7 separate regions of the Mus musculus genome follow, and regions 1, 3, 4, 5, 6 and 7 are each linked to region 2. Evidence: chromatin contacts called from public Hi-C and HiChIP or PLAC-seq data. All regions are on one chromosome and are shown on one strand. Each heading gives the region's core, a stretch centred on a gene start, on an enhancer-like site or on the middle of the called end of the contact. The rest is flanking DNA. Distances are from core to core; before and after follow the strand shown.

Region 1 (3,152 bases), core at 623-3,122, 290 kb before region 2:
TGTAGTCAATGAAAGCCATTTTGGCTCAGAATTCAATTTCTTCTCTCTTCCCTGATCCTTCCTCACTCTCTTTTTGCCACTTGCCTTTCTCCTACATTGTGTCCCATTTCTTCACCTTCTATTATGTGTTCTTATATTTGGTTCACTGAAACACAAAGAGGAAGGCTGAAATGTCCAATGTCCATTTGCCTCCTCATATGGATATTTCTACCACACTTTACAACATTTTCCCAGCTTCAGCAAGGCTCTGTTCATGTGGTGTTTAGTGAAGCTGCATTCCTAAGGGAGTTCATCATTGTTTTTGATTGTATGGACTTGAAGCTTTCCAGACCTTTTACCAGAGAAGGCTTCAGTAAATGGACTTAGTAAAGTCAGGATAAAAATAACAGCAGTCACACTGACAACAATATTTATACAATACTTAACTGTTAGAGACCACAAGAAAATTACTGACATTTTTCTGTTTATGAAAACAGGACCTGTAGAAGTAACTCTGGGGTTTTAAAGAATTCTATACTGACTTTAAGCACAAATACTTATGTGTTTTATTAAACAAGTTCTCAGGTATCCCTAACAGCAATCTTATGTCCCCAATTTTCCACACAAAAGTATCTATGAATCTAGATCAACTTACATATAATATTAAAAGAAGAATTATATCTTTATCTAAAGGAAGAATGAAATAAACTAATAAATGAGGATGAATAAATCTGTTGAGGTTTAGAGATTTTCAAATAGATGATTTCCTGAAATTCTAGATTTTTCCCCCCTCTGTTTTATAATTTCCCTTTTCTCTAGCAGCTACATGGTGTAGTATATCTTTCTGTTCAGACTCACTTTTGCCCTTGGGCTCATTTTCATTTCTCTTTTCCTTAGGGAGGGAAGCTGGGCGTGGGAGCTCAGGCTCCACTGTTAGCTTCTAGTCAACGTGGCATGGGAATCTGCTTGTGAATCTGTTCCTCATCTGATTGTCTATGAGAACAATTGCTCTTTGATTAGAACCATCTGGTTCCCACTAAAGTTATTTAATCCATGTGTTTAACCTGCCTAGAATCCAAGTGCAAACTGCTCATGTGGACCAGTTGCTGATATCATGTAATTACTAGATAGTGTGGGACTTGCTAAACACTAGCCACCACCAATGACTCACTAAAAATTTTTTTGTGCTGATATTAGAGCAGGAGAGAAAGGGGAAAATGGAAGAAATGGACGAGGGAAGTGTATAAAATTGGGTCATGAGAATGAGTGTAAGCCAACACTCATAGAACCAATCAGTATGGAACTGACCATGTCCTTAAAACTTGACTTTACTAACTATAAATCTATCAGTAATATTTTCAGAACATTTCACAATATGATTTATAATATTCTTTCTCAGTATTAGTAACAACATGGGGGGGGGAGAAAGAAAAACAGAGAGAGAGAGAGAGAGAGAGAGAGAGAGAGAGAGAGAGAGAGAGAGAGAGAGAAAATGTCAGAGAGATGCAAAACACCAGGAGATATACCTACATCCTGTCAAGGTTATTTATTGCAAGTTCATGGATCTGAGAAACACATTCGTTTTACACTTCGTCATTGATGTTTTGCTTTTATGACATTTTAGTGGAAGTATTTGTTAACATTGTCAAGGGATTTCCTAGCTAAAACATAATCAAAATTTCTTTTTGAGAACCATTTCTCTTTTTATCCTAACTCCATCTCTTTGATCTTCTCAACTAACTAAAACTCAAAATGTTGTGATTTGAAAGAATTACAGCAAATCAGACTTCACTGGAAATCATATAATAGCTTCCCTCCCCTGGTGTTTGACTGTAAGCAAGACCCAAGAGCACTATCCTTGCCTCTCCTTTCTGTTAATTCCTGTTTGTACATGCAGAATGTAGGGCAGTGACTCACAGTACTGGCCCAGAGCCACACAGCTGGATAGACACAGGGTGCATTTCATAATAAAAGGGTCAAGAAAGAAAAATGGTGTTTGTTCATTTTAAAAAATTCTACATGGATTATTCTTACAAAAGCAAAACCTTATGTTTCTAAGGAAGTAGATTTATGGAAGATACATTTTTTTAAAATTGTAACTCCTCATTGCTGAAGAAATCACACATTTTGGTTGTAGAAAATAGAGAAACAAAGCCTGAACTAAGCAGAAACCTATCTCTCTGTTAGCTAGCTTTCACCGGGCTGGTATGTGCTTTGTTGGCTGCTGGCAACCACTAGACATCAATGGCATAACCCTGTGTTGGACCCTGCATTCTAAACAATACTGACCTACAGGACAATATGTACTATTGATGCTAAGAGTAGCAAGACTGTGTTTATGGGCTAACCAACCATTCTTTTGATTAGACCTGAGATCTGCTCCTCACTGGCAAATTCATGTATGGGTATTGGAAACTTGGTCAAAACCCATGAAGGTGGAAGTCATAGTCTGAAAGAGGAAACCTATTTGTTTTATTTTGCAAAATTCATGTTATCAGACTGCCCTCTAAATATTTACATAAATGTGCACAGATTTGCTTTAAACTTAACCTTGAGCAGAGAGCATCTTACTGTAGTAGGCAGCTTCTAATGAAGAGACTCATCAGTGTTCAAAGTGCTAAGAATAAGTGACTGTGAGTGCTTTGTGACACATAAGGACATCTATATCAGCCCTCCTCCATACCAACACTCAGTGAATGCCATACAAGAGGAGAAAGAATAGATAAATTAATTAGAAAATACAGAGGAGTGGTGTGAAATGCTGTCCTTTGGACATAATGCAATAGTTGCTCACATGAACTTACAGTAGATATAGCTACCTGCACAGATCAAGACATTTAAAAATTTTAGCACACAAAGAAGCTGGGCTCCTGAGGCCCCACACCTTCCCAGGAAGCTCTTGGAAGTTGATCGCTGCTGGGAGCAGGAGAATCACTTTTCTTGGGGAATAGCAACTGGAAGATTACCGTAGCCCCAGTCGATAACAATCCACATCAGTGCATATAATGGCAGTAGTAATTGGACTTCGTGGAGTGATTTGTTTAAAGAGACATGGGGGCTGGATAAATGACTCAGAACTTAAAGTGTTTACTGCTCTTCAAAGGACTTCAGTTCAGTTCTTGGCAACTACCTCAGTTGGCTCACAACTGCATCTCCAGATCCATGGTATTTTA
Region 2 (3,088 bases), core at 176-2,675:
TTCTTCACTTTAACCCGAGCCCAGCCAATCTCAGAAGTTCTATTCCCTGCCTCTTCTGGCAGCTCTTCTCCAATCTGAAATCAGAAGATGCACAGGGGGTGGATTTTTGTCCTATTTTATTGCTTCTTGTCGCCAAAAGACATCACTTTTCTTCCTTGAACATCTCAGTGTGGGCTCTCTGTGAGCAGGGACACATGGAGGAAGACATAGCATTATCCATGCTTATAGCATTGATGTCTATAAAAACAGATTTTTAAAAATAGTATTATATATTAGGAAAGAGAAAATTATATATAAAAAATAATTCTAAATGAGATGGTTTTCCTAAAGAGGGAAGTTTTGAGCTGGATCATTAAGAAATAACATGAATTGATATAATGGGGTAAATTTTTAAGTGTGCATGCACAAAAAGGGAATATTTCTATGAGGTTAAGACTAAAGAAATAAATGCACATGGCCATGATTAGGATCAAAATGCCCACGATTGATTTTTAAAGATAAATGAAGGAATAAGGAAGTGAAGGATAGGGTATCAAGATATAAGTTGGTCATCATAATAAGGGTAACAAGTACATTTTTTCTACAGAGATTTAATCAGAGATATAGTGGTATTTATTCCTCAACTAGATCTAGAAATACATAGAAAACTCTTCAGATGAGGTCTTGGAACAGAAACATAGAAAATACTGATGTAGACATATTTGTAGTAATTATTACATTAGAAATTAGAAATTCTATTCCACACTTTGAACTTTCTCTTTTGTAGTTTCTTACAAGGACAAGACTTGAAAAGTTTGATTGCTTTTTTTTCTCTTTAGTAATGCCTGTTCTGATTTCTTTAGTAACACATAAACTGGAAATTTTACAAGGAAGCAGTCAGGGTTGCTAAAGAAATTCGTGAGAAATAGAGCAAGGGGAACAGTAACAGATAAGAGTCTCAATATCTCTTCAAACATAGCTCAAAGACAGTTTTGTGACAATTGCCTCCAGTCTAACATTTGGAATGCAGAGTGGGTGGTGAGTTCAGGGCCTTCAGAGGATTTTCCTTTATAGTCTCTTACAGTTTCCTGTTAAAATTGAGTCAGGATGGACTCTGGCAAAACTCAAAGTATCAGAGTCTTCTAGAAAGATAAAATTTACAAAATGACCATGCCGGAGAATGGGAGTCAAAACACTTTTTCAAATTCAGACAGTTTTTACTGTTTCAGAGGGAAATTTAAAAACACACAAACAATTGTTGTAGGCTATCACAAAGCACATTCCTATGTGTTTCTGTCATGCAAATATGTATTTAAGACTAATGCATGTTATAAACATATGCATAGGCTGATGTACACATGCTCCAGATGTGCTGTTTCTGTGTCTGTGGGTTGTGTCCTCTACACACAGGGAAAAATATATTAATCATTGCTTTTACTGCTGAGGGGATGGGTTCTGCTCTCATATTTCAGAAAGGGGCTGGAAAGTGAGGGAAGCCAAACTTTTTCCTATTTAAGGCCAGAGCAGAGGGAAGCGAGCGGCTGAGTTTTATGACGGGCCCGGTGCTGAAGGGCAGGGACAACTGATGGTGCTACTCTGAGCTGCTTCTTCCTCTCTCCTCTTTTGCACAAAGAGTCTCATGTCTGATATTTAGACATGATGAGCTTTGTGCAAAGTGGAACCTGGTTTCTTCTCACCCTTCTTCATCCCACTCTTATTTTGGCACAGCAGTCCAACGTAGGTAAGTAGGTACCGATTTGAACAGGCTTTCTGGGTTAATTTTGCCTTAACTTCTTACAAAGGGTAAGATAGTGGGAAAATCAGCCTCCTAAGAATTTCCTGTCTAGCCTCTGACTGTGGAATGTTTTGTTAACCTTAATTTTGTTTTCTATATTTGATTTTTTTAAAAGTTAATGTACATGTATAATATTCTCTAGTTGTTTAAGGTAAAAACTGTTCTTAAATTAACTTGATTTCATGTTCACCTTTTAAAAAATGTTTTAAAGTACTCCCCTCCTGCATTGTGAACATCTTGGCATGCTCCCAGGCCATCTGGAATTTATTGGTCTCTTGTAATAATTTCATGTTCTCCTTTGTACACTGCTCTCTTTACAAAGATAGGATATTTAGCCATGTTTTTCAAAAGAATGCACTAGAAATGTCTCTGAAATGAATAACCCTTAAGAAGATACTAGAAAATAAATAGAATCCCTTATGTATTTCTGTAAAACTATAAATGTGGACTATCTATGGACCTTCCAGAAATGAGCCCAGGCTGCAAAAACGTGTCATTGTTTCTGTTTTTATTGCATTCCATGATTGCACACATTCAATGTGCTCAGAGTTTGCCAAAAGTTGTTTTATGTTCTGTTTAGCTGGATTTCCATTACTGAAGATAACATAATTTAACAGGAATATTTTTGCTTTCCTCCAAACAAGGTAAAGATACAAGTTTTGCTCAAAAAGGCAGACTTGAAATAGTTTTGGTAGCCAAATGTAATGATCTTTATTTTCTTGTGCCCCAAATTAAAAGCAACTGTCTCATTATTTACTTAAATACTTTTAAAAATGCATATGTTCCTTGTCATCATGAAAATTTGGGGTGCACACTTTTTTCAAAATAATTGTGTTGATGTAAATCTTATCTGTGGCTAAAAGAAGTTGCTAGCAGTTCTTTTCATACATAATCAAACACGTTGGTATTTAAACCTTTAGTTTTAGCAAATGCTTCATGAGCATTCGTTTTTCCACTGTGTGCAGTGTCTTCACTAGTTTCAGAAGTTATCTATGCAAGAGTAAGGGAAGGAGACACTTTATATTTCTGTATGTTCAGTCCACAGATACACAGAGAAGGAGCTCCCAGATTGCTTGTTTCTTAATTCTGTTCCCCTTAACCCACCCTTCCATCCCCCTCCATCTTTCCCCCCTCCTTATCTCTCCACCCCTTTTGGCTCCTTAGGAACTCCCCTCCCAATTTTCCTTCCTCACTCATCACCCCTCCCCCATCCTAGGCTTATCCACCTCCCTCCCCCCACCCCAGTCCTCACCCCTCCCTGTTCTCAGTGACTCACTCTCTGCTTCCCATCTTTATTTTCATCCTCTCTCCTCC
Region 3 (3,128 bases), core at 460-2,959, 270 kb before region 2:
AATAAATGAATGAATAAGCAAACAAATAAATATGTTTAACTAAATGAAACAAAAATGCATTTAAGTCTTATTTTGTAAGTAAAAGCAGCAATGTTGCATTGAGCTTGACACATTCATTTTTCCCATTTATTTATTATTTATTTACTTATTCACTTTATATTCAGATTGCTAGTCCCACTCATGATTCCCCTTCATATAATCCCTCCCTCTCTGTCTTCACTGAATGCTACCCTTCAGTATGCCCCCACCCTTCCACCTCATGTCTCAGCAGGACAAGGTTATTCTCTCCTATTGAGACCACATAGGGCAGGCCAGTTAAGTGAATGAGATCCACACAGACAGGCAAAAGCTTTAGGAACAGTTCCAGCTCCAGTTGTTGGGCAATAACATGATGACCAAACTACACATCTGCTACAAATGTGGGGTTGGGTGACTAGGTCCAGCCCATGTATACTCTTTGTTTGATGGTTCAGTCTCTGAGATTCCTCAGGGATCCAGGTTAATTGACTCTGTTAGTCTTCCTGTGGGGTTCCTCTACCTTCTGGAGTTCTCAGTCCTTCCCCCAACTCTTCTGTAATTGTCTACAAGTTCCATCCAATGTTTGGTATGAACTTTGGATCTTTTAAAAGAGACTGGATTTTTAAAGAATTGAAATTGAAGGACTGTGATACTTTTATGTTATAATATCTATATTGTGATATTAATAAAGAATGAGCAAAAAGGAAAGTTTATTGTTAACTAATATTGATTGTTTTATTTTTAAACTACAGACTGATGTGGTGAGGATAAGCCCAGTTTGAGCTATGCCATACCCGGGTGATCCTGGGATGCTAGAAGAAAGTACAATAAGGTAGAGTGGGGGGAGTTACTAAGCCATTCTCCACCATGGCTTCTGGTTTTTTTGTTTTTGTTTTTGTTTTTTGCCTCCAGGTTCCTGTCTTGAGTTCTAGCCCTGACCTCATTCCTTGATATGAAGGCTGTGAACTGAGAGTTGTAAGCTGAAATAAACCCACTACCCCTCATGTTGACTAGTGTCATGGTTAATATTACAACAATGTAAACCCAAAGACATGGAGTTAAATATTTTTACAGATGAATTTCTTTCATGATAAAGGCCTGAAACCATATGGATAAAGAAATACAGCTGTTACTAGACAATTTAAAATCACATCAATATGTCAGAGGTCAGAAAGCACTGATGACTAACTGTGGTCATCTTAACTAAGCAACTCTTACTTATTTTATGACTTGTTTCTTTAAAGTCATTAAATTGACTTTGAGATCATCTACACCACAGCCAGTAAGTGACCACCATGTTTTTCTAAAATTGTGTTGAGTCATATTTTCTGTGGAGGTGTTTCTTAAATATTATAATGTCTTTCCTGGATCCCGATGACTGAGTTCCAATTTGGCTTGAATTTTCTTATAAAGATGTTAAAAATAACATGTTTCTCAGAGATACACCTCGTGTTTAACTAATGTTTTCTGCAAAAGCAGGTAACAACACATATGTCAGAAATCTCAATCTTTCTACGTTTAGACCATGAGCATGTGTGAGAGAATCCTTGCATTTCTCAGCAGTAAACTTTAAATTAATCCATCAACCCGACTTCTCTAGCATTTTAAAGTTCAGAAATAGGACTAGGAGTGGTGAAATGAGGTTTGGTCCTGGCCAAAGTCTGGAAACAGTCAATGCAATATTGAGTTTCTGGGGCTGGATCCAGCACTGACTTAAACAGGAAATGTGTGCTCTGTGGCTTTTTGTCAGACCTACTTGGGCCTAAGTGTGCAGAAATCACAAAACCTTCCTTGGAGCTTTATTGCTCCAACTGCTGGATTCCACACTAAGCCTCCTCTTCCTGCTTTCTGACCTAATAGGAATGCTCTCCTTAACTGTGTTTAAATCCTACCTAGTGTAGTTTGGCTTTAGCTAAGTAGAAAAGCAGAAGTCTGCAATATGTGCTATGTCTCTGAATTTGAGACTGCTGTGACATCATAAATAAAAGGAACCCCATTAATCACATGGGGCAGGCTAAAAAAAATTCAGGAAAAAATTTTCTCATAATAAAATCCAGATCAGTTCTCTCTCCCTGTGTCCTCTCTACTGGATCTCTCCTGTTCTCATCCCAACTCCCTCTCACACTCAGTTCCCTCCCTTCATCTACCCCTGATGTCTAGATTATTTCTCCTTCTCAGTGAGGTTCAATCATCATCCCTTAGGTCCTCCTTGTTACTTAGCTTTGTGACTATAGATTGTAGCATGGTTATCCTGTACTTTTTTAGTAATATTCACTTATAACTGGGTACATACTATCTGTTTCTCTCTGAATCTCGTTTACCTCAGTTGGGAATTGGGGTAATATTTTTTAGTTCCACCCATTTCCCTGCAAATTTCATGATGTTCTTCTTTATAATAGTCATGTATTGTTGCAGTGTGTAAATAAATGTACTGTTTTCTTTATCTATTCTTCAACTGAGGGACATCGAAGTTCTTTCCAGTTTCTGTCTATTACGAGTAAAGCTGTTATGAAAAATAGTTAAGTGGGGGAGGGTATGGGGGACTTTTGGGATAGCATTGGAAATGTAAGTGAGGAAAATACCTAATTAAAAAAAAGAAAAATACTTAAGTAAGTTTCCTTGTGGAATGGTCAAGCATCATTTGTGTATATACCCAGGAGTAGTATAACTGGGTTTTGAGGTAGATCTATTCCCAATTTTCTGAGAAACCACCAGATTGATTTCCAAAGGAGTTGTACAAGTTTATACTCCCACCAACAGTAGAGGACTGTTCCTCTTGCTCCACATCCTTGCCAGCATGAGCTGTCACTTGAGGGTGTTCGTCTGTTTGTTTGTTTGTTTGTTTGTTTGTTTGTTTTTATCTTAGCCATTCTGACTAGTGTGAGATGGAATTTTAGAGTCGTTTTGCTTTGTATTTCCCTAATGACTAAGAGTATTAAATATTTGTGAGAGAGAACTTGGATGGGGGAGCATCTCTGGGATAAACTAGAAATCTAGGACAAAGGATGAATGAATGAGTGTGAACCTACCTAAAACTTCTAACAGTATGGAATATAGAACCTAAACCAGATACCTCCTGTAATCAGGCAACACTTCCAATTGAATGGGGT
Region 4 (3,182 bases), core at 536-3,035, 460 kb before region 2:
GAAGTAGCTGACACCACCACCACCCCCAACACACACACTCACCGTTTTATCAAATTTATGGCCAATGCCATGACATTGAACCCAAATCTGGCACTGCTAATGTGGTCAACAATATGAGACTGGTAGTTCATGGGTATAGGGGAAACCCTACTACTATTATTCTAATAAAGGTACAGAAAGAACAGAGCAATAAAATGACTGATCATTATATATTGCTATACCTGTAGATCAGTGCACCATACCAGAGAAGGTTCTTGTTACAGCCAACGGAAACTCTCATAGAGACCTGGACACAGTGCAGAGAATGGAAGACTTTGGAGCACTTATTCCTACATGATGTGTTTCCTAAACTCAAGACTCAGAGATCTATAAAGAAGAGGAGGCACAAAGATTATAAAAGCCAGAGGTGGTGGATGACACAAAGAAAACAGTGTGTTCTAGACACAGCACGGTTGATATACACACAAACTCACAGATACACAAAAATCTGCACAAGTTAAATAACACAAAATCTCAGCACGGAGAAGGAAAAGTAAATACAACATTCTATCACTAATCAAGAAGCTGTTTTTAATTGATACCCAAGGGAAAAAGTAAGATCAATTTTGTCTAGCGGAGTTTCTGTGTATATACCAACTACATTCTAGGGAAAGCCCCATGCCCAGAAGTCATTGGCCAACAGAAAACAGAATCCATTCATTTTGTGTGCTTTTGTTTGGTTGTAAGTTTACATTGGCATTTTTGTCTTTTTGTGTATTTTGATTCTTATCTTTTGGGCAGAGTTTAAGACAGAGAAAGAAAATGATGTTAGCTGGATAGGAGGCAGAAGATCTGTGAGAAGCTGTGGAGGAGAAGAATATGGTCAAAATGCACTGCATGTACATTTTTTTAATAAAAAAGAAAAAAGTCAAAATATTTTATTACTAATTGTTTAAATTTATTGTATAATAAAGTTTATGATTTCTTTTTTATGTATGGAATTGTAGAAATGTGTTATTATGTTTTATTATCTGAATATAGGAAGTAATATCCTAAGTGGCTACAAATAAAGGAGGCTCATTGTACTTATAGTATTTACATAAATATTTATTAATTTTATTTTGACAGAGAACCTGCCACTTCATATTTCTATAAATAGCTAAGTGGAGTATGAACTCACAGTGGCTTGAAGGAAAGGCTGGAGGGAGAAATGGGAGGGGAAGTCATATAATTCTATTTCTATTAAAACACATATATAGATATATATACACATATATATATATATACTGTTCATTATCTTTACATTTTTTTATTTAATAACAGAAAGAAGAACACATTTAATCAGAATGTGCAGAACCAAAAAGACTAAAAATTATGAATTCCTGTTGCACGTAATCAAATGTATCTCACCTGGAAATCAATCTATGCAGGATGTTACTCTCACCTAAATTGTAAGCATTATAAAGCATACTATATCTAGCTTATAGTTCAATACAGTTTTAGTTACAGTAAAATGATATTTTGTTTTTTGTTTCTATTGTCCTTAAAATAAATATTTCATCTTTATCATTTTTAATGAACAATATAGAAAAATACAGAGACTTATACAACTCTACCAAGTACTCAGTTTCTTGTAATACTCACAGCTGTTACATAAACTCTGGAAGTAAAATCAGTGTCATGATAAATTGACTTGAGAGTAAACACTGACCAAAGATTTGGTTGTTTTTTCTTTCTTCAGAAGACAGACTCTGTCTTTTATGTTTTCCCCCTTAAGTCACTCGGTTACTTTGCAGTCACTCCTCTTGGCTCTTAACAACAAAAATATGTCATAAATCCCAAAGACCCAGCTGCACTTAGTTACTGTGCTGTAGGCAAGGACACATGTCAAGTTGACACCTAGTTAAAGAGTGAAATCATAAAGAAGAAATCCCAAGTTTGTGTTTGGAAAGGACTAAAAATAAATGACTACTTATGTTATATTGGTATAAAATAAGGAAACAGGGGAATGGGAGACATTGACTATGAGCATATGCACACGTGTGATGGGAAAGTGATCCTGCTCCTCCATCCTGCAAGGTCTCGGAGAATAGTCGCTAGGCAACACTGCAGCTTGTTAAACATTCTCACTAATAAATTTCTGTGTGCTGTTTAAACTTGTCTTTAAAGGTGGTTTTGTTTCACATTATCCTAAATAACTTAAAGCCAGATCTTCTGATATGTCAATTGTAGATAGCAAAACAGAATATCTACCAAGTTATTTATTGGCAAAACACTAAAACAGAGTCATATGATCTGCCACAATTTCTATAAAATTATCTTACAGGTAAAATATATATATGAGATATAAATAATTCATTATATTTTGATTATTTATATCAATTATAAACAATATACACATCTCTCATTATTTTATGCATTTATTATTACTATATTTTGATAAAACCTCATTTACTTGTTTTTTGCTCCTGGCTCTGAATTCCTTATACCTTGTAGAGTTTATTACTCATGTTCTTCATAAAATTAAAGGTAACTCAAATCTCATTTGTTTGCAGTTTCCAATTATTCCAACTGCAGACTATAAACTCAGGCAAACAAATATCAACCACTGATTTTCCAATAGCTTTGTGTTAGAAAAACTTTCTTTTTTATATTTTATTTATTAATTTAGTTTTACACTCCAGATTTTATTCCCCTTCTGGTCCACCCTCTGAGGTGGGTGGGTGGTGGGGAACATTCTCATGAAGACAGTAGGGTGGGGTAGGTGATATGAGATGTAGAAAAACTTTCTCATGGTATCTTTTTCTCAGGCACCAGAACAATGCAGGATTATCTTTATGAACTCCAGATGTGTTATCAAATAAAAGCATCTCTAATATTATTCAACGTATGATTCATTAGTTTCCACATTCATCTAGCAGAACAAAATTTGAACTAGTTTTCATTATACAATGTCTTCTTGCTGAGATGTTACAAACTTCAGCATATGCTTATAAATGGATTTTACTAAAGATTTTATAGGCAAGAAATAGAGTGTTTGTACAGACACAAAGAATAGTCCCAAGACCATCACATAAACATTTCAAGATAAGCTTCTTGACATCAACTAGTATCCCAGGGAAGAACTTCAGCTACATGCTTAAAGTGGAGTGTACTCCTCCTGTGTATTTCAATTTTCAGACAAGGATTTGAATTTGAAGCAT
Region 5 (3,043 bases), core at 535-3,034, 480 kb after region 2:
CCCCTGTGTGCCTTGTGGAACTGAGCAACTGATAGATTCTTGGACTTTCATTCACTGCTGCTGCTGACCATTGTTGGGGAGTTGGACTACAGACTATAAGTCATCAACAAATTCCCTTACTATATAGAGACTACCCATAAGTTCTGTGACTCTAGAGAACCCTGACTAATACAATGACAAAACAGAAAAATCAAAGTATAAGAAGACATTACTCAACCAGTGCACTAGCACCAACAGTGTTCCTGTTCTATGCAAAGGAGGATGAAGAGAAGGATGAAGAGGAAGAGGAAGAGGAGGAGGAGGAGGAGGAAATGATAAATATTAAGCTGTCAAGAGAAAATTTGGTTCCTAAATGTTCATGCAAAAAGAAATAAAAACACAAATTATAATTTTATTGGAAATGTTAGTAGATTAAATTTTTGCATGGAAAGAATCCTTTCACGAGTTTAGTAGTCCAACTAGCCTTTGTCCAATCAGAAAGCCTCATTCTTTCTTAATTTAAACGAAGTTCACCAAACAGTAAAACAACTGAAGTAAAAACTAGTTTGATCATTTATTTTCTTCATTGTCTCAGAATATAATAAGCATATATCCGATCTCAAAGTTTCCAAGTTTAAAGGATGTATTACTTAGACATCAAGAGTCTAGGGTGGGATGGGGGGTTAAGCTCACTATGTTCTTCCACTATGAAAAAGCATACCATAATTATGAAAAAGAAACTCTTTAAATTTGAGATAAAAACAGAATCAGTATCTTCCTGTCTAGCTCTGTCTCCCCAAACTATGAACCCAACAAAAACTAATCGTCTCTCTCTCTCTCTCTCTCTCTCTCTCTCTCTCTCTCTCTCTCTCTCTCTCTCTCCTGCCTAAAGATCTATAGATGTTTTGACCCTTAGGATTATATTTTTCCTGCTATGAATCAGCATAAAGTTATGGTGAATTTCAAATGTATCAAGAATCTGCTCCTGTTAGGGTTAAGATATCAGATGCCCTTCCTTAGGGGTCGTTAAGAGCCAGCACAATGGAAAATATTGACAAACGAACGGTTCAACACAGATATGCAGCAACCTCGAATACAAAACACAAAGTGTTAAGAATCAACATCCTCAGAAGTGGATGCTCACAGTCAGCTACTGGATGGATCACAGGGCCCCCAATGGAGGAGCTAGAGAAAGTAACCAAGGAGCTAAAGGGATCTGCAACCCTATAGGTGGAACAACAATATGAACTAACCAGTACCTCCCGGAGCTCTAGCTGCATATGTATCAGAAGATGGCCTAGTCGGCCATCAGTGGAAAGAGAGGCCCATTGGACACGCAAACTTTATCTGCCTCAGTACAGGGGAACGGCAGGGCCAAGAAGTGGGAGTGGGAGGGTGGGGGAGTGGGTGGGGGAGCGTGTGGGGGACTTTTGGGATAGCATTGGAAATGTAACTGAAATAAATACCTAAAAAAAAAAAAAAAAAAGAATCAACATCCTCAGAAGTCAGGGCTTCTGAACAACAGGAACTGAACAACTGGAGCAAACCGGACATCACTGCAGGAGCCCTGACACCAAGGTGTACTTTTATTCTGGAGTCGAAACTGCATTGGCAAGTGTGGCGTAGATGCTACAGGAACTTAGCGATGCTCATAGAACCGCCATAAAGAGCTAAAGCGCCCCACTTCAGTTACCATTGCAAGAAGACGCTCTTTGAACCCCGCCCCCTCCCAAAAAAAGGCAACGGAGGGGGGTGGGATAGGAGTAGGGTGACTGCGTCATCTTGCTGTCGCTCAATCACAGTGACAGAAAAGGCAACGGCTTCAGTAGGAGAAAGGATGTTCACTTCCGCTTCTGGCGGAACCTTTAGAGTCCGGTAAAAGAGGCCGAAGAGAAAACTCTCTTCTGTATCGAATAGCTGTAGCGGCATCTGGTATGATTTAACTTTGTGCGTGGCTGTTGGGCTTTACTCCTTCTACAAGGGTTTTAATTTGACCCTGCCCAAACTAAAGATGGCGGCGTAGGCGTGGAGCCGACCATAGAGTCTCCAGGCTAGAGAGGCCCAGGCGGGCCGCGGGCGGAAGAGTAGGGCCAGGCCAGTCGGCCTATGAAGGAAGTTCGTAATCCGGCCGGTGCTCGGTGCTTCCTGCGCCTGCGTGAAGATGGTAGAAGAGGGAGTCCGCGTGGTTCGCTGCGGCGGCAGCCGGCTGAACTTCAGGAGGGCCGTGTTCTCCGTGGATTCCAAGTATGCAGTAGGCTGCGGGTCAACAGGGCTCCGGGCACCGCGGGCCGGGGAGGGGAGTGCCCGGCGCGGCGCGGCCCACGGTCGGACTGCGAGGCTGGAGTCCGCGGCGCCGCGCAGCGCATGGACCGACCCGGAGCTCCCCGGAGCCGCCCGGCTTTGCTGCTGTGTCTGTGTGCCTTGCACCCAGGACTCCACCTGCGGGAAGGTTGGCGGTTACAGGGGCAGGTCAGGTGTCTACAAGGGACTAGGAGCCGCTCGGTTGGAAAATGGTCACTCTCTCCGTATGTGCACCGGTCTGACCATGCAGACTAATGTTCACGTGTGGAACGTTTTGGACTTCAAAATCATTAATGATTCAGCCTTTTTCCCGCAGAAAAACATCATAATTACCAGGCTCCTTTTTTCCTTTTTTTTTTTTTTGAGTTTTACATAAAAACAGATGTTAGATCTGTAGGAGAAAGTGTCTATATGCACACAACTTTTACAATAGTGGCTTTCAGTTCGCTGCTTGTCAGCTGGCATTGTTGCTGCCACGTTGTATCATCTAGAAGAGGTGTGTAGTAGGGCTAGTTTTTCAGAGCACTCTGAATGTAGAGATACTTAGGCTCAGTTGTTTGAATGCTTGATCCCCAAGAGGAGCAATTATTCCTGAAGGATTAGGAAGCAGACCCTCCTTGGAGGAGGTGTGCCAATGGGGCAGGCTTGAAAGGTTCAAAAGCCTAATCCATTATCAGCTCTCTGCACAGGGATGTCTCCTGTACTGCTCCAGCTCTCTCTCTCTTTCTCTCTCTCTCTCTCTCTCTCTCCCTCTCTCTCTCTC
Region 6 (3,013 bases), core at 479-2,978, 320 kb after region 2:
CTATAGGTGGAACAACAATATGACCTAACCATTACCTCCAGAGCTCATGTCTCTAGCTGCATTTGTAGCAGAAGATGGCCTAGTCGGCCATCATTGGGAAGAGAGACCCCTTGGTCTTGCAAACTTTATATGTCCCAGTACAGGGGAATGCCAGGGCCAAGAAGTGGGAGTGGGTGGGTAGGGGAGCGGAAGGAGGGGGGAGGGTATATGGGGACTTTTGGGATAGCATTTGAAATGTAAATGAAGAAAATACCTAATAAAAAATTGGAAAAAAATGCTCAATACATAGTGAGAAACTACCTGCTTCAGTCAAAAATATCATTATTCTAGTACTACAAAACATATTTTTATATAACAATATTTTCCATGCTACTAGTTTTCTCTACCCAAATATCTTATTAAATATAATTTGACATGTAGAGTTTTTTTCAAAGCATAGTAAGTTATCACTTGTAGGACCAGTAAAGACCTTTAATTCTCTTTGTTTAATTCCCCAGCCTTTTGTTTCTAAGGCAACAAACAATAGTCAGCTCTTAAAAGCCTAAAGAGCAAGGTAAGTTATGCTAGGATAACACAAACTTCCTATGGTCTTATTTAAGAAGGAATGTATTTTTCTGTCAATTGTTGTTCATCATTGTAAGCATCTGTCTGCTTAGATAGGCTGCACGATGCGCAAATGTCCTATTCCCCAAAGCCTGGGGGGAGGGGGGAAGTTAGCTCTACTTTACCTAACAAAGTCCTTAAAAACTCTTTCCAGCTTGTAATTTCAGAGTCTGTCCCTCAATAGAAAGCTAAGACAAACGGAACCATCTATAGGGCTTCCCTCTACTCCCATACTCTTTCATTTGATGCTCAAAACAAAAAATATCATGTGATAGACAAGTCAGAAAACACTATAATTTTTTTAGAGAGAAAACTTGAACTTGAGCTGAAATAACTGATTTTCAGGAGGTCACATACCGCAACAACTGCCACAGCGGAACTGCCAAGATCCTGAGTCATTTATTCCATGTCTCCCCACAAAGCACTCTGCTGCTGATCAAGAACGTGTCTGAGACATAGCTTCTGGGTTACGGGTAAAGTGGAATGCTAAAGTGAAGGGAGCAGAGATTTTAGATGTGTGTCAACAAGGAGATGACTTTTATCAGTTGTTTCTTTTTTTTTAATAATTTCTCAGTCCTCTATAGCATTTACACATATTTCTCATGTGAACGTGAGAATCTCCATGAAGTAAACGAGTGATCAGCTCATTAGTGTATGCTCCACCTCCTTTCGTTGTCTCAGGGAACACACTTGAAGCCTCCTCAATCGTAATGTCCCATTTGTCTTGTATTTCTGACACTACCCTATCTGATAGGGCAGTACTTGTTTTGAATGAAGTACCTAGATACTTTGGGTGTCTAAAGGTGCTTCCACAGAAACAAATGGTAACAAATAAAGGAATGGATACAAAAGAAAACAGTAGACTGCATGGGCTTGCCTTCACAGTAAGCAAATTGTAGCTGAGTAACTTGTATTCTAACTGCCCAATTTTCTGAAGGTATTTCTGCCAGATACTAGATCACCAGGGCTTCATTTTAAAAGCCCAAACAACACATTCAAATTTGAAACTATAGATCTCATTTATTTCCAGTTCTTCAGCTGGCAAATATGTAAAGCACTCAAGTAGTAAAGATGAAGAAATAACTTAGAGTGGATGGAAAATGTTAGGAAAGCACAGGCTAGACAATTCTATGAGTCACTTCTGAGATAGCTAATGGAATAGAGATTCCAGTCCACTCATTAAAGTGTGGGTTGAAACGTTGCTTTATTTTTCAAGAATTTCCATGGGAGGCACTTGGAGAGAAAAACAGGAGGTAGTCATACTAAACTGCAGCCAGGAAAGGACCTTTGAGAGCAGTGAGATACTGGCACAAACAAGATACTCCACAGCACAGATAGAGTTCCAGGATTCAGCGATTTTAGAAGGCTTTATGGCACTCATTCAACAGTAAAATGCAGTCTGCAAAAACTTACTTTAAGTGAATAAATGTTTCTTATAAGTAACTTTGTATTTTCTTCCAAGTTCAAAAATAAAACACAGAGATTGTTTAAAATTTAAAATATTAGAAATGTTTTATTTCTTGCAAAGAAAAAAATTATTCTAAAACACAAAATAGTTTTAGACTTACAATTTTCTTTGTAAGAATTATTAGCTATTATGTCTAAAAATGAACACAGACAAGATAAACTTTTAAAAGAATGTTTACCTATCAGATATTAAGTTAGGATAATACCAAGATACCTATATTTGTTTCGTGGGAAAACATGTCTTATACTCTCTAAGCAATCTTCTCCAGTTAGACAAGTGTGAACTTCATTTGACAAGGACACATGGTACAAAGAAGACCATACAAATCCTGGTACTTTCATACACTGAAGTTGCAAACCCTCTAGAAAGACAAGAAAAGAAAAACATCTGATGCTGGAGATTATGGGATAGATATATACACACATACAAGCAATCCACATTGAAGTTCAGTCATACATGTATAGAACCTGCAGAAATGCAGAAAGCATTCTGTTAGACCTTCATAGTTGTCAAATTGGCATCTTTTACTCATCTCACTGCAAACTGTTTGAAATTGTGGGGATTGTTGGGTCACTTTATTTCAAAAAATATTTTCCTTCAGCTTTGTAAATTAACAACAAATTCACTAACTTCAGTTTTGCTATTTGGATTTTAAACTTACTCACCTAAGAATTTCTCAAATACTTTGAGGACTGTGAACATAGGGATATATTTCACCCTTTATGAATCCAAACTATTTAATAATTTCCAACTTTGGGTATCACATGCCCCAAGAGAACTCTGGGAACTTCAACAAAATCCAAGAACATCTTTGTGGAGAGAAAGATCAGAAAGGAAAGGTTGCCCCCTGCTGTTTATGAAGTGACAAGTGCCCAGCGGGACTTGACCTGGATACATGAGTCATGAACATACAGAAAGAGGCTGAGTGCTTCCCTTCCGTGC
Region 7 (3,283 bases), core at 490-2,989, 360 kb after region 2:
TCAATGGTAGGGCAGGTCCTTGTTCCTGTGAAGGCTTGTTGCCCCAGTATGAGGAATGTTAGGTTGGTGAGGCCGGTGTGGGTGGGTATGGAGGCACCCTCATAGAAGCAAGGTAAGGGGGAATGGGATAGGGTGTTTGCAGAGGAGAAACAGGGAAAGGGGATAACATTTGAAGTGTAAATAAATAAAATAATCATTTTTTTTAAAGTATGAGAACATCATGAATTTTGCAGGCAAATGGATGGAACTAGGAAATACCATCCTGAGTGAGGTAACTCAGACCCAAAGGACATGCATAGTATGTACTCATCGATAAGTGGATATTAGCCAAAAAGTACAAAATACCTAGAGTTCAACCTACAAACTGTAAGTGTAACAAGCAGAAAAAATATTAATCAAAACATGATGTGATGTTGCTACTTTATATATATATATATATATATATTTTTTTTTTTACGTTAAAAACAAGTCATGAAGAAAGAAAAAAGAAAACCATGGTTTTCAACACAGAGTTTTAATGGAGGTTAGAGACACAGAGTTAACTTAGGAAGCAGTTACAGACCTGAGACACAGGAAACAAAGGGTAAAGATAAACAGAACCTAGGAGATAGCAGGAGGTGCCTCACATCTGGTACTATGAAGAAAGGATGTATGCTGCTGCCGGCAGTGGGTTCCTCTGAGAGAAAATTATGAGACTTCTTATAGAAGTGCCAATAGAAGCAAGAGGCTGGGACTACCCTACAGCTACCATCACAAACTGATGCTTAGTGGTTGAACAGAATAGTAAAATAGAGACTGGAGAATGCCTTGCCCCCTCTCCCACTCTCACATTGCAGTATCAAGTCTTACTCAACGCTTTCAGAAAGCTGAGTCTGAGGTATGTGACTTCTAAGGTCACTGTCCTGGAATCCCAGAGAAGAGTAAGTAGAAGAAAGAATGTGAGAGGTTAACAGACAGTATAGATAGACAGCTCACAAAACTAAGTAAAACTGTGGGTACAAAACTGATGTTGAAAAAAAATCTCTTACAGAATGGGTCATCAAGGGATTTACACATGAGCAAATGAGCACAGTTGAGAGAAAAGAAGGAGAGATGTTCCATTCTTAATACACACGGGGCTGGAGAGATGACTCAGCAGTTAAGAGCACTGACTGCTCTTCCAGAGGTTCTGAGTTCAATTCCCAGCAACCACATGGTGTCTCACAACCAGCTGTAATGGGATTCGATGCCCTCTTCTGGTGAGTCTGACAGCTATAGAGTACTCATGTACATAAAATAAATAAATCCTCAAAAATAAAATATACAACATGAACCAAGAGAGAAGAAAGGAAAAACATTTCAAGTTAATAGAAAAGATCTCTATTAAAAATGGAGGCTAGTGTTGCACATATGTAACCCCAACACTCACAAGGCTGAGCCAAGATTTCAAGACCAATCTGGAATGCACAGTGAAACTCAGTCTCAAAATAAACAAGGGTGCAGGGTATAAGTCAGTGGCAGAATGTTTGCCTAGCATGCAAGGGTACTGAATTTGATTCCCCAGAACATAGGAAGCAAAAGTGAAAAATAACAGTATTTAAAATACTGTGTAATGAAACAAGATCGAGACATGACTCTTAAATCAGTCCCACGAGCCACTATTAAATGTTTCATAAAACCATGCTCCCTGAAATATAGGCTTGACTAGGTCAGGCTCATGAGCTCCACTAGTGAGGAAAGGCCCCAGAGTTAGACAGACCAACAGTGACATCTGCTGCCAGGGACTTACTCTGAAAGTGGCCTGCTGCAGCATTTGCAAGTAGAGTCCTGCCAAACCGAACTGATGAGTCAGCAGGCAGGAACTCCTGTTTGTCGTTTATGCTATTAGAAGGTTTCCCAAGGCGAGCACAGAACATGGGAAAATGGGAATGTTTGAAAATGTAACTAAAACAAACAAAAACAGTGGAGGCTGAGTTGTAAGTGATGAGACAAAGACCTCACTCTATCGTTCTTCATCATGTTCCCCTTTAGCTAAGTAAATTCAAATGAATTCTGTAGTTGTTAGCAAACATGAACTTTTCCGTGAAAAGGATTAATTAAACCATTGCCAGCTACAGTGGATTCCAGCATCATACGCAGGCCAAAGAGAAAAAAGTCCAAAGATCAAAGGAGAGTGTGCATAAAATTTTAGGGTAACCCTTACTTAGAAAACCACTTCCTAATTATCTGTCTACCTACGTCCTTCAACATCTGCTGACCCTCGGGCATTTTTTTTTTTTTTTTTTTTTACTTTTCTGAAAGCTAATGAACATAAGGTTTGAATCAGACATCACATTTAAAATAATAACTGCCAGTATAAAATGTTCAATGTGACTCAATTCTGTAGAGCAAAAGATATGAAAGAAAAAGGAGTTCGGTTCTCGTTTATAAAAATGCAGAATGATAATGAATTCAGTTACTGTGAAAGCAGGTGAGCACAACCAATATTTGTATTAAAGAATTCCTGAGTTTGTAGTTCTTTTCAAAGATTTCTGCCATACTTAATGTGGCATTTTGAGCAAATTATACTTCTCTGGGCCTCATGTTCCAGTGCTGCAAAAATGAAAAGATTGGACTATATGTAGGATGGCAGATGGATTACCTGCTTATGAATTCATCTTATAGCTACATGCAGACTGCACCAGCTGGGTCTATTGTGGATGACAGAACTGTGGAGTCTCCACGTGCACCTCATAGATGATCTGGTTTGCTGTGGAGGACAGAAACATGGAGTATCCATGTGCACCTCACAGATTCTTGCCTCTGGCAGGAAGATCTTACTCTCCCTGCTAACCCCCAGTCGTTGATTCTGTTATTAGCTACGCGTTTAGTGCAAACTATGATTTCCCTCTACAAGGTGCTCAACAAATATTATTTCTGGTATTCACAGTATTCCAAAGACAAGGAAAACAAGCCTCAGAAAATACAAGGAATTTCCCAGAGTCAGAAAACATGGAGTCAATAAGTAAGATAATCTCCTGCCACTCCCTGTCATAAATTATCTTAATTTCTCATATTTTGGACCATACCCTAGCCCTCCTAAAACATAAAAGCCATATATTCTAGCATCATTATGCATTGTCTGCCTGTACCTTAATACACACATGTGCCTGCACAAAGAAAATGCAGCTGTTTGGGCATGAAATTCAGCTAGTCCATACAAACCTGAAGTGACATTACAGAAGCTCTGGGGCAAAAGCATTCAAGAAAGAAAGCTTTTCTTTCAGAAAACAGACTAAAAGAGTAGTTTTCTAAAGATTAAATG

What was found. A called contact is a pair of places that touch in the nucleus more often than the background predicts. HiChIP or PLAC-seq counts read pairs in DNA pulled down with a chosen protein or histone mark.
Region 1: an H3K27ac HiChIP or PLAC-seq map of the NIH/3T3 cell line shows a contact between it and region 2, with 5 times the contacts expected there. The contact joins the enhancer-like site here to the promoter of Col3a1 in region 2. A contact is called at or near these places in 16 of 39 promoter capture datasets (the 3T3-L1 cell line, 3T3-L1-derived adipocytes, the HPC-7 cell line and 10 more), 18 of 484 Hi-C or Micro-C datasets (the C2C12 cell line, the HL-1 cell line, the STO cell line and 8 more), 9 of 115 datasets of contacts at active chromatin or transcription factors (the NIH/3T3 cell line, cardiomyocytes, craniofacial prominence and 6 more) and 1 of 9 other capture datasets (adipose tissue).
Region 3: a Hi-C map of the C2C12 cell line shows a contact between it and region 2, with 3 times the contacts expected there. The contact joins the enhancer-like site here to the promoter of Col3a1 in region 2. A contact is called at or near these places in 15 of 39 promoter capture datasets (the 3T3-L1 cell line, 3T3-L1-derived adipocytes, HPC-7-derived erythroid cells and 9 more), 15 of 484 Hi-C or Micro-C datasets (3T3-L1-derived adipocytes, the C2C12 cell line, embryonic fibroblasts and 5 more), 6 of 115 datasets of contacts at active chromatin or transcription factors (the NIH/3T3 cell line, craniofacial prominence, embryonic fibroblasts and 3 more) and 1 of 9 other capture datasets (adipose tissue).
Region 4: an H3K4me3 HiChIP or PLAC-seq map of embryonic limb bud shows a contact between it and region 2, with 4 times the contacts expected there. The contact joins the enhancer-like site here to the promoter of Col3a1 in region 2. A contact is called at or near these places in 13 of 39 promoter capture datasets (the 3T3-L1 cell line, 3T3-L1-derived adipocytes, the C10 cell line and 8 more), 8 of 484 Hi-C or Micro-C datasets (adipose-derived mesenchymal stem cells, embryonic fibroblasts, tail fibroblasts and 1 more), 3 of 115 datasets of contacts at active chromatin or transcription factors (cardiomyocytes, craniofacial prominence and embryonic limb bud) and 1 of 9 other capture datasets (adipose tissue).
Region 5: an H3K27ac HiChIP or PLAC-seq map of the NIH/3T3 cell line shows a contact between it and region 2, with 3 times the contacts expected there. The contact joins the promoter of Wdr75 here to the promoter of Col3a1 in region 2. A contact is called at or near these places in 8 of 39 promoter capture datasets (the 3T3-L1 cell line, 3T3-L1-derived adipocytes, cranial neural crest and 5 more), 1 of 484 Hi-C or Micro-C datasets (uterus) and 1 of 115 datasets of contacts at active chromatin or transcription factors (the NIH/3T3 cell line).
Region 6: a Hi-C map of the C2C12 cell line shows a contact between it and region 2, with 8 times the contacts expected there. The contact joins the enhancer-like site here to the promoter of Col3a1 in region 2. A contact is called at or near these places in 1 of 39 promoter capture datasets (hippocampal neurons), 1 of 15 datasets of contacts at CTCF or cohesin (embryonic stem cells), 23 of 484 Hi-C or Micro-C datasets (the C2C12 cell line, the G1E-ER4 cell line, the HL-1 cell line and 10 more), 5 of 115 datasets of contacts at active chromatin or transcription factors (the NIH/3T3 cell line, cardiomyocytes, embryonic limb bud and 2 more) and 1 of 9 other capture datasets (adipose tissue).
Region 7: an H3K27ac HiChIP or PLAC-seq map of heart atrium shows a contact between it and region 2, with 5 times the contacts expected there. The contact joins the enhancer-like site here to the promoter of Col3a1 in region 2. A contact is called at or near these places in 15 of 39 promoter capture datasets (the 3T3-L1 cell line, 3T3-L1-derived adipocytes, the HPC-7 cell line and 8 more), 15 of 484 Hi-C or Micro-C datasets (3T3-L1-derived adipocytes, the HL-1 cell line, adipose-derived mesenchymal stem cells and 8 more), 6 of 115 datasets of contacts at active chromatin or transcription factors (the NIH/3T3 cell line, craniofacial prominence, embryonic fibroblasts and 3 more) and 1 of 9 other capture datasets (adipose tissue).

The regions. Positions count from the first base shown.
Region 1 is chr1:45,020,444-45,023,595 of GRCm38.p6, forward strand. No RefSeq gene overlaps it. Among named protein-coding and RNA genes, the nearest start is that of 4930521E06Rik, 280 kb to the left of the region's middle. Within about 2 kb of position 1,873, at least 77 of the 459 cell types and tissues checked have an H3K27ac peak or open chromatin away from gene starts, as enhancers often do. A contact at or near this core is called in 3T3-L1-derived adipocytes, the C2C12 cell line, the NIH/3T3 cell line and 12 more, where this site is marked.
Region 2 is chr1:45,310,113-45,313,200 of GRCm38.p6, forward strand. Col3a1 (collagen, type III, alpha 1) reads left to right here and starts at 1,426. Exons shown (of 51, transcript NM_009930.2): 1 at 1,426-1,720. The coding sequence starts at 1,636.
Region 3 is chr1:45,041,637-45,044,764 of GRCm38.p6, forward strand. No RefSeq gene overlaps it. Among named protein-coding and RNA genes, the nearest start is that of Col3a1, 270 kb to the right of the region's middle. Within about 2 kb of position 1,710, at least 48 of the 459 cell types and tissues checked have an H3K27ac peak or open chromatin away from gene starts, as enhancers often do. A contact at or near this core is called in 3T3-L1-derived adipocytes, the C2C12 cell line, the NIH/3T3 cell line and 4 more, where this site is marked.
Region 4 is chr1:44,847,711-44,850,892 of GRCm38.p6, forward strand. No RefSeq gene overlaps it. Among named protein-coding and RNA genes, the nearest start is that of 4930521E06Rik, 100 kb to the left of the region's middle. Within about 2 kb of position 1,786, at least 4 of the 459 cell types and tissues checked have an H3K27ac peak or open chromatin away from gene starts, as enhancers often do. A contact at or near this core is called in embryonic limb bud and uterus, where this site is marked.
Region 5 is chr1:45,793,382-45,796,424 of GRCm38.p6, forward strand. Wdr75 (WD repeat domain 75) reads left to right here and starts at 1,785. Exons shown (of 21, transcript NM_028599.3): 1 at 1,785-2,223. The coding sequence starts at 2,141.
Region 6 is chr1:45,625,128-45,628,140 of GRCm38.p6, forward strand. No RefSeq gene overlaps it. Among named protein-coding and RNA genes, the nearest start is that of Gm23216, 59 kb to the right of the region's middle. Within about 2 kb of position 1,729, at least 57 of the 459 cell types and tissues checked have an H3K27ac peak or open chromatin away from gene starts, as enhancers often do. A contact at or near this core is called in the C2C12 cell line, the HL-1 cell line, the NIH/3T3 cell line and 7 more, where this site is marked.
Region 7 is chr1:45,671,187-45,674,469 of GRCm38.p6, forward strand. No RefSeq gene overlaps it. Among named protein-coding and RNA genes, the nearest start is that of Gm23216, 13 kb to the right of the region's middle. Within about 2 kb of position 1,740, at least 50 of the 459 cell types and tissues checked have an H3K27ac peak or open chromatin away from gene starts, as enhancers often do. A contact at or near this core is called in the NIH/3T3 cell line, adipose tissue, heart atrium and 3 more, where this site is marked.